Regions from separate parts of the Sus scrofa genome. Here region 1 is linked to region 2. The links are chromatin contacts, called in public HiChIP or PLAC-seq maps. All regions are on one chromosome and are shown on one strand. The core of a region is the stretch at or near the end of the contact, and the rest is flanking DNA. Distances in the headings are between cores, read along the strand shown. Region 1 has its middle 16 kb from the start of MIR9860. Region 2 has its middle 57 kb from the start of IRF2BPL.

Region 1 (4,559 bases), core at 1,952-4,451, 76 kb after region 2:
AGAGTTGTAGTTATCTGTTCATACAACTCCCCCATTGGGCACTTGTGAAGTTCAAGACCAGGGCTTACCCTTCTTGCCCCAAAGTCATCTAGAAGGCCCTAAATAAATGCTAATAAACACATACTTTAATTTCAATTCTTATAATTTTATTGGCAAAAAATAATGCGTGAGTGTATCCGTATGTGATTTATACCCTCCCACATTTTAGCAAGAATTTGCAGTAGCTGTGGCTATAACAATCCCTCTTACTCACAAGCAGATATAAAGTAGTGCTTGGTGCATCTGGAGTCAAACAGTTGTGGCTTCAGATCCTAACTTGGCCTCTTACTGTAACATTAAGTCATTGCTTTGTCTCCTTTGGCCTCTGTTTTCCCATCTGTAAAATGGGATGACAATGATTACCTGTGTGGCAGACACTGTTGACTTCCACCCAGTAATCACTCCTGCTTTCTTCCTCAGTGCCCTGAATTATTTTTTTCAGGAATCCACCCCCTCTCCCTCATGCCCATGGTGGGGAAGGGGAAAATACTGATTCATCTCAACAAATCTTGGTATCCTATTCCCCTGGCCAGTGATTCATTTTGTGGCTCATGTCTGGCCAATGAGATACAGGGAGGGATCTTAGGCGTGGGGGGTGGGGGCAGTGTCTGGAGAGTTATTCTAGGAAATATTCCTTTGCTCTTAAAACATGAGGGAAACAATTGTCCTTTGCAGATGGATGTTACGTCTGGAGTGATGGCTGGGGCCGCAGCAGCCTTCTTGTTGTGATGAAGGCAATTACTCAGAGCTCCAAGCCAACACACTAAAGATGACAGAACGGAACTGTGGAAAGAACCCAGGTCCTGGTGGAACCATTCAGCACCTGGAGCCGCCCATCTCTGAACCTTTCCCTGAGATCATCAGTTCCTTCACCGCTCAGTGAGGGACCCCCGGCTCAATCCAGTATTGTTGAGGTTGCTGTTAGTTGCAGCTGAAAGGATTCTAACAGATCAGTTTCATAGAGCTGGGATGACTAAATAAAATAAAGTTGATAAAGTACCTAACACAGTATCTGGCATGTGTTTGGTTCTTAACAAAGATTAAAGCCATTCCTGCTCAGACATTCTGAGGCGAATGCATGACCCTAAAGACACAGCAGACGGTAACGAAGTCAGGTTTAGAGCTGTGCAGAGGTGGGTGGGTACTGGAGTGACAACAGAGATGACAATGACAGTGAAATTTAAACATTATGTTAGTAAGCATCCTGATGGAGCTTCTTGGGGCTGTAACAATGGCTTTCCTTTGCACTTCTCAGGCCTCTTCTTACCCTGGTTAAACACTGCATGACACAGGCTTTTCTCATTGTGAGCGGGGGTGGTCCCTCATTACCCTGGGGCATGGAAGCACTGCTCCAGGATGAAGGCTGGAGTGTAATTTGTAGCTCCAGGAGCAACAAAGATTTGGAAGCAGAACTGACATACCCACACCACGGAGAACATGGCCTGCCACTGACAAAAGCACACAACATCCGCCCCCTCAGAGAGTGCCGGTGCCCAGAGAGGCCCCACAGACCCCTGCAGCTCAGAAGGTCTGCCTCCGGGGGTTGGGGCCGGGCATGCCGCCTGGCTGGCTGTCCAGGCCAGAGTTTTCCTCCACGCCAGCCCCATGGCCCTTCTGAACCTCATTCCGGGAGAGCTCAGCCACATCAGTGTCTTCCAGGCTCATGTGCGCCCAGCTGTGTGGGCGGCCCTGGCAGCGGGGCAGGGAGCAGGGTTTGTGCAAGGACACTGTGGCCCCTGCAGCAGGGTTGTGGGGGAGGTGGAAGCTCGCTTGAGGGGCAAGTGGGGGCAGGGGGAGCCTGGAGGAGGCGGGGAGCAGAAGCTGCAGACGCAAGCTCAGCCCCCTTTGCAAAGGCTCTCTTCCCCTTGGAAGCTGGTTCCAGGCCCCTTTCCCTCCACCTGTCTTCTGGCCTGTGCTTCCTGCTTGGCCCCTCCCCTGCCCAGCCAGGTTCAGCACAGCCCAGCTTCCCAGCCCTGACCTTCAATTCCACCCACCAAATACTTCCTTAGATTTTTCTATGCAAGATGCTATATTCCTGCTAGCGGCTGAGGGATGAAAGAGAGACAAAGAACAGCAAAATAAGAGTAGAAAGGACCTCAAAATGATTTTTGAACTTTTTTTTTTTAGGACCACACCTGTGGCATCTAGAAGTTCCCAGGCTAAGGGTCGAGTAGGAGCTGCAGCCGCCAGCCTACACCACAGCCACAGCAACACCGGATACCAGCCGAGTCTGTGACCTACACCACAGCTCACAGCAACGCCGGATCCTTAACCCCCTGAGCAAGCCAGGGATCAAACCTGCATCCTCATGGATGCTAGTCAGTCTTGTAACCCACTGAGCCACAATAGGAACTCTGGTTTTCAAACTTCTCTCAGCCTCAGAAACTTCTCCCACTCCCCTTCACAAAAACCCATGTATTTAAGAAAGAAAAAAAGCGAGATTGCTACCATTGAGTTCAGTGCAGGGCCTGGTCCACTCCGGCCAGAGGCCAACTCCACAGACAGAGTCTGAGAAGCCCTGATCAAGACCAGAGGGGAAACGGAGGCCCGAGGAAGTAGAGTGACCTTCCTGAGACACCCTGCAAGTTAGTGGTTCTGCCAAGTTCAAATTCAGGTGTCTGCGCGCCTGGCCCAGTGCCCTCTCCATTGTACTGCCCTACCCCTTGGCACTTGTCTCAAAGATCTGCTGGGAAGAAGAGGCAAGTCAACCTGGAACAGAGTGCATGGGCTCCGGGCCAGTTAAAGAGCGATGATTCCACTGCAGGGAGAGAAGCCTTCACCACAGAGGGTCAGGAGACTGGATGCATCCTAGGTCAGGACGGGCAGGGTTTGACACGGAGCATGGAGGGGATGTGTGGGAAAGAGGCAATTCCAGGCCCTGGAGAACATGATCAGTTAATGCCTGAAGAAAGCCTGGCAGCTCAGAGATCTGCCCACCCTGGCTCTGCCACTACAAGCGAGGTGACCTTGGGTCAGAGGCCTCCCCCGTCTGGGTTTGCTTCCTTGCATGTAAAATGGCAGATGGGGTGGGCTAGCTGGTCCCACTGTGACATGTCCTGACCCCTTGTCTCCTCCCAAGAGGTTGGCTCTCCCTTACCCACCACCACTACCAACGTCACCACCTAGGACACTCCCTGGTGTGTGCCAGGTGGCTGGAATTGATACCAAGAGGAAGTGTCCTGGGGTGCCCCATCAGAGCAGCATGGAGCTGGCAGGCCTGCTCAAGGGGCCCGCCCAGAGCTTTGGGGAACAGTGACAAAACACAAGGAGGAGGCAGGAGCCGAGGCAGAACTAGGGCAGGAACTATTCCTCTTCTGGGAAGGGTCCTTTCCAACCCAGCCCTCTCTGGAGGCCCAGGCCTCATTCAGTGCCCTCTCCCATGCCCACCACCTGGGAGCAGAAAGGGGAGGTCTGGAGGGTAGGGGTGATATGCCACTTAGCCCCAAACCTCAGTATTCCCTCCCCCCCCCCTTTTTTTAGGGCCGCACCAGTGGCATATGGAGGTTCTCAGGCTAGGGCTTGAATCAGAGCTGCAGCTGCCAGCCTACACCACAGTGTCTGCGACCTACACCACAGCTCACGGCAACACCAGATCCTTAACCCACTGAGTGAGGCCAGGAATCGAACCTACGTCCTCATGGATGCTGGTCAGATTCGTTTCCGCTGAGCCACGAGGGGAACTCCTTCCAGCTTCTTAAATGAGGTAAAAGTAGACACTTGGTACTCTTATTTGTAAAAGTGATCATTTCAGTATCTTAGATGGTGAAATGAGATCATGCTTGTCAAGTGCCTGGCCTGGTGTCTGGTATAGGAACCACTTAGTAAATATTAGATCCTATTCGTTGCCGAGGGGGCTGCCTGTTAGGGAAAACTACACAGTGTAAAGGCTCCTGACATTAAATGGGCTGGTTGGAGTAGTGCCCCTGTATGTGCAACCCACGCTCAACTACAGGAGGGGGACTGGGGAAGTTGGTGAGAAGCCCACTAGAAACAATGTGTGTGCGCCCCCTGCTGGCCGTGAGCAAAGATGCAGGCCTGCCCGCTCAGGCGATGAAGGGGGTGGTTGTTAGCACGACCCGCTGCTGCCTGGTGGTTGGAACCCAGTATTCCAGAGTACCCATAAGGTGTCACCCACCTGGCAATGCGCCAGGTTTTTGGAGGGAGGACTGACAGTGAGCGACAGACAAAATGAGTGGAAAGGTAAGCTAGCTTTTTGGAGCCAATTAGATTTAGAGTCAACCAGGCATCAGTTCAAGCTCAGAGACCACCCCAGAACCAACCGCCTGTGTCGGATTCAGCAGTGAGCAAAGTTCCTTGCATCTGGGACTTGGAGTGTGTGCGGTGACCTTGGATAGGCCATATAATGCCTCTGAGCTTCAGTTTCCTCATCTGTAACATGTCAGGCTCCTCTACTCCTTCCCCCCATTCCAGAAGGTAGAGACCCCGGGTCTGGATCCCAAGGCCTCTGTCATCTGGGGGGAGTTGGAAGTCACCACCAACAGCTGTGTCTTCTCAAGGGA
Region 2 (4,176 bases), core at 1,079-3,578:
ATAGTGGGGGGTGGGGGGTGGCCCTTGTCTCTAATATAATAATAGTGTTCGCTCTGTGCCCAGACACTGGGCTAGGCCCTGTGCACAGATTCTTGTTGAATCTCCCCCAAGTTCCGAGGCCCTATTTCCCCCCCACCCCTTGTTTTTCTAGATGATGAAACAGAACAGGGGCCCCAGATCACACAGTAAGTGACTGATGGAATGGGATTTAAACACTTCAAACTCTGGAGCCTGAACCACAACTTCAAGGTCACCTGCCTGAGGGCTGATTCGTGGCTCTGCCGCCAGTTTGTGTCACCCGGACCCCCAACCCCCCACCTCCTCTCCACCCCTCCTCTCAGCCCTCAGCCTCCCTCTGACAGCTCTTCCTCATTTCCATTTGTCAGTGTAATTTTGCAAATCAGAGTGATTCATCTGCTGGCTGCCCCCAAATCAGATAGAGATGGGAGACCCTTGGGCAGAGGGAAGCGGGGGTGGGTGGGGACAAGAGGGCTCTTCCAGACCCAGTCAAGGCAAGTTTGTGCGGCCTGCAGGGCAGAGCCCTTGCTCTGCCGACATTCATGTCACATTTTTGTCTCTAACATACAAACTCTGACCCTGAGCAAGTGCTCAGTGCATGCTGATTGCGCGTGCGCTGAATGTCCTCTGTTGTCTGGCCCATATACAAGTCCACCCTTTCCCACCCACTCTGTGCCCCGGAGCCTGACCGCTAAGGACCATCAGGGAGCTCTCTTGCTCTCTGGCTTCTGCTTGGATTTAGCCAATGGACCCTGCAGCCAGAGGTTAGAAGCGGGTGGGGGTCTTTATTCCCCCTCAGTTCTCTGCTGGACCATGGGTTGGCAGTGGCTTTCCTTTACCAACGGCCTCAGCTCCTATCCCATTACCCCCTCCTACAGCTCACCTCCGATACACTCTCTTGGCGCCCCCACCACCACCCTGTCTTGAGCCCTGGGATGCTTTTCAGTTCTTACCTTGTCCACCACTTAGAAATTGTGCTCTTGTGGAGCTGCCCCCATCATGCTGTTCCACCCTGCAGTTGTCTGTTTCCTGCCATGACAGGGTCAAACATGAGCTCCTTCTCTCTATCATACCTTCTTGTAGGTGGCAGGAATACATCAGGGAACAAAGCAACCAAAAACCCTTTCCCTCATAGAGCTGGCATGGAGCAAGACAGACAAGAAGCAAACAAACAGAAAAGATACCATGTGGGGATGTGATAAGCGCTACAAATGAATGAACAAACAGATGACAAATCCATGAATGCTATCATTTAGACGTCACTAGACCTTAGACATGATCTAGTTTAAAACCTCTCACTTTACAAATGAAAGAAAGGCGATCCAGAGAGGGGGCTCAAGGTCACACAATAAATTTTTGGTAAAAGCCGGGCTGGATTCCAGCAGGTCCTTGACGCTGCCATGGCCATGGCCAGAGGAGTGCAGCTCAGCCCCTGGAAATGGGGGGATGCAAAAGCCTTGAAGTTCCTTCTTGTTCTTTCTCTTCTTTAGGCACAATCTTCAGAAGAAGTAGTGGGGCCAGGCAGCGGGGCAGAAAGGAGAGTGTCCGCAGCAGGAGCAGTGGGCATGCCCCTGTTCCACCTTGGGAGCACCTTGCTGCCCACCCCAGCAGAGGGCGCTGTGGATCCTGGAGCCCCCAGCAGGCGAGCGCAAGGGGGAGGGGGTGGAAATGCAGTTCCACCAGGGCAGTAGCCTACTGGGGGGAGCTGGGGGAAGGGCTTGGGCTGTGGGCAGGGCTGTTGGGGAAAGGCATTGTTCCTTTGTTGCTGACTAAGCCCCAGCCCACGTGCAGGGCTTGGCTGGGAACCTGCCACTGCCCTGGTTGACTGGGTCATCCGTTTCCCAAGCCCCACCATTCTTCCCGTTCCACCAGCTCACCACCTTGGCATGCCCCCAACAACGCACTGGGCGGAGGGAAAGAGCAGGAATCATGTATGAAGTCTGCCGTCTGCTGTGTGCAATTCACGTGTTATCTCAAAATGGGATCATCTTTGCAACCGTCTCCGAGGCGAATGCTTTTCCCCATTTCACAGTCGGAGACACAAGCACATCGGACGGAATTGTGTGACTTGACGAGGGCCAGAGAGCTGCAAGATTCAAACCCAGACCTGACTAACTGGAAAGCCTGGTTCTTGCCCCACAGGCCTCTCAGACTCCTGCCCCAGGGGCTTCCTGGTATCTGCCAGCACCCGCCCCCACACACATTGGTCCAGAACGTGGGCTGCAGGCTTTACCTCTCTCCCTTTTCCACTGCCTCCTTGGCATTGGCTGCCCCTTGGCCCACAGAGGCTCGGGTCCATGCCCAGCAGCTTCTCTGCCATGTGGCCCTGCACCAGGCTCTTGGCCCGGAGGCAGGCTGGGGTTGCCATGGCAATGCCCTACCCCTGGACTGCCTCGTGAGCCCCACAAGCCACTGGAATGTCTCAGAAATCCCACCCTTCAGGCCAGCATCCAAACCACATCTCCCAGACAGCCACTCTCATTACGAGCAGCAGGAAAATCTTTTCAGATTGTGTCCTAATTTTCAGTTTGGAAAACAGATGGCCACCCTTGCAAGGCCCCCATTCGGCCTTTATTTCCCTTTTCTCTTCCATTCTGTCCTCTCTTTGTCTGCTGCCCAGTAGCATGTGATGGTTTTACAGACACAGACAGAGCCAGAGCTCAAATTTTAGTTCTTCTCCTTCCCAGACATTTGACCTTGGACTTGTCCTTGGGTTTGATTTCCTTGTTCTTCATAGGGATGATAATAATCATATCTGCATCCTTGACTTTTATGTGAATTAAAAAGACTTACTGAATCAGAATCAGCGTCACCAGAGTTCCTGTCACGGCTCAGCAGAAACGAACCTGACCAGTATCCATGAGGACCAAGGTTTGACCTCCTGGCCTCACTCGGTGGATTAAGGATCCGGCGTTGCCGTGAGCTATGATGTAGGTGGAAGACGCGGCTCGCATCTAGCGTTGCCGTGGTTGTGGTGGTGGCCAGTGGCGACAGCTCCAATTCAACTCCTAGCCTGGAACCTCCATGTGCTTGGGTGCAGCCCTAAATAGACCAAAAAAAAAAAAAAAAAAGGAAAAAGAATCTGCGTCACCTTCTCAGCAAGGCCTTCCCCACCCTCCCCACTTAAAATTACAAACCTGCTCCCACCCTGGCACCCCTCCCTCGCCCCCGCTTTATTGCTTTCCAGCATATATCAGCATCTTACGGACTCTTTCGGTTATTTCCTTTGGTCATTGCTGTCTTCCCTCCACTAGAATGTAAGCTCCATGAAGGAAGGGATTTTAAAAAAAATCTCCTGTGGCTGTGTCCCGTGTCTAGAAGACTGGTGCACAGAGGGCACTCAAAACATATTTTTGGGAGTTCCTGTTGTGGCTCCGTTGTTAACGAATCCGACGAGGAACCATGAAGTTGCGGGTTCAACCCCTGGCCTCGCTCAGTGGCTTAAGGATCTGGCGTTGCCATGAGCTGTGGTGTGGGTCGCAGACGCAGCTCGGATCCCATGTTGCTGTGGCTCTGCTGTTGTGTGTGCCAGCGGCTACAGCTCCGATTAGACCCCTAGCCTGGGAACCTCCATATGCCATGGGTGCAGCTCTAGAAAAGACAAAAAGACAAAATATATATGTCTGTATGTGTGTATGTGTGTGTACATTTTTTTAAATAAATGGATGAATATGAGGTTGGGCCAGTGGCACTTGTCCCTTTGCGGGTTGTGATTTCGAGGCGCCTGGCAAGGGGCCTGGCCAGTGATTGGCTGGAAATCGGGGGCTGCTATTGTCTTGCTCCTCACTTTCCTCTGCTTGCGCTCACACCTTGGACCTCCCAGTGGCGCCCTTGGAGGCCCACAGAGGGCGTGTCACTCCCAGCTTCTGACCCATCCCATGGGACAGCCCCAGCTCCCAGGCCCTCCCTCCCCTCCGCTCACCCAGGGAGAGGTTGAGTCAGGACACAAGACTGGGGAACAGTGGCCTCAGGGCACCCTCTCACTGCGCAGTCATCCCACTGGCTCTGCTCACCCGGGGCTGCAGCAGGAAGGAGCCCCCTGCTCAGGCAGGCTGATCGCTGTGCGTGCAGCCCAGGGCAGGGGGCCTGGGGCGAAGAGCTGCCCTGCCTTACTGGGGTCCCTCTGCTGGCAGCTGGCAGGCTGTGTGCTCCCGGGGG

What was found. HiChIP or PLAC-seq counts read pairs in DNA pulled down with a chosen protein or histone mark.
Region 1: a contact with region 2 is called in an H3K27ac HiChIP or PLAC-seq map of alveolar macrophages. The contact joins two enhancer-like sites. A contact is called at or near these places in 1 of 5 promoter capture datasets (fetal liver), 25 of 47 Hi-C or Micro-C datasets (alveolar macrophages, blood, embryonic fibroblasts and 12 more) and 2 of 2 datasets of contacts at active chromatin or transcription factors (alveolar macrophages and skeletal muscle).

What each region holds. Positions count from the first base shown.
Region 1 is chr7:100,140,065-100,144,623 of Sscrofa11.1, forward strand. No RefSeq gene overlaps it. Among named protein-coding and RNA genes, the nearest start is that of MIR9860, 16 kb to the left of the region's middle. Within about 2 kb of position 3,202, at least 14 of the 83 cell types and tissues checked have an H3K27ac peak or open chromatin away from gene starts, as enhancers often do. A contact at or near this core is called in alveolar macrophages, embryonic fibroblasts, fetal liver and 2 more, where this site is marked.
Region 2 is chr7:100,065,038-100,069,213 of Sscrofa11.1, forward strand. No RefSeq gene overlaps it. Among named protein-coding and RNA genes, the nearest start is that of IRF2BPL, 57 kb to the right of the region's middle. Within about 2 kb of position 2,329, at least 54 of the 83 cell types and tissues checked have an H3K27ac peak or open chromatin away from gene starts, as enhancers often do. A contact at or near this core is called in alveolar macrophages, embryonic fibroblasts, fetal liver and 2 more, where this site is marked.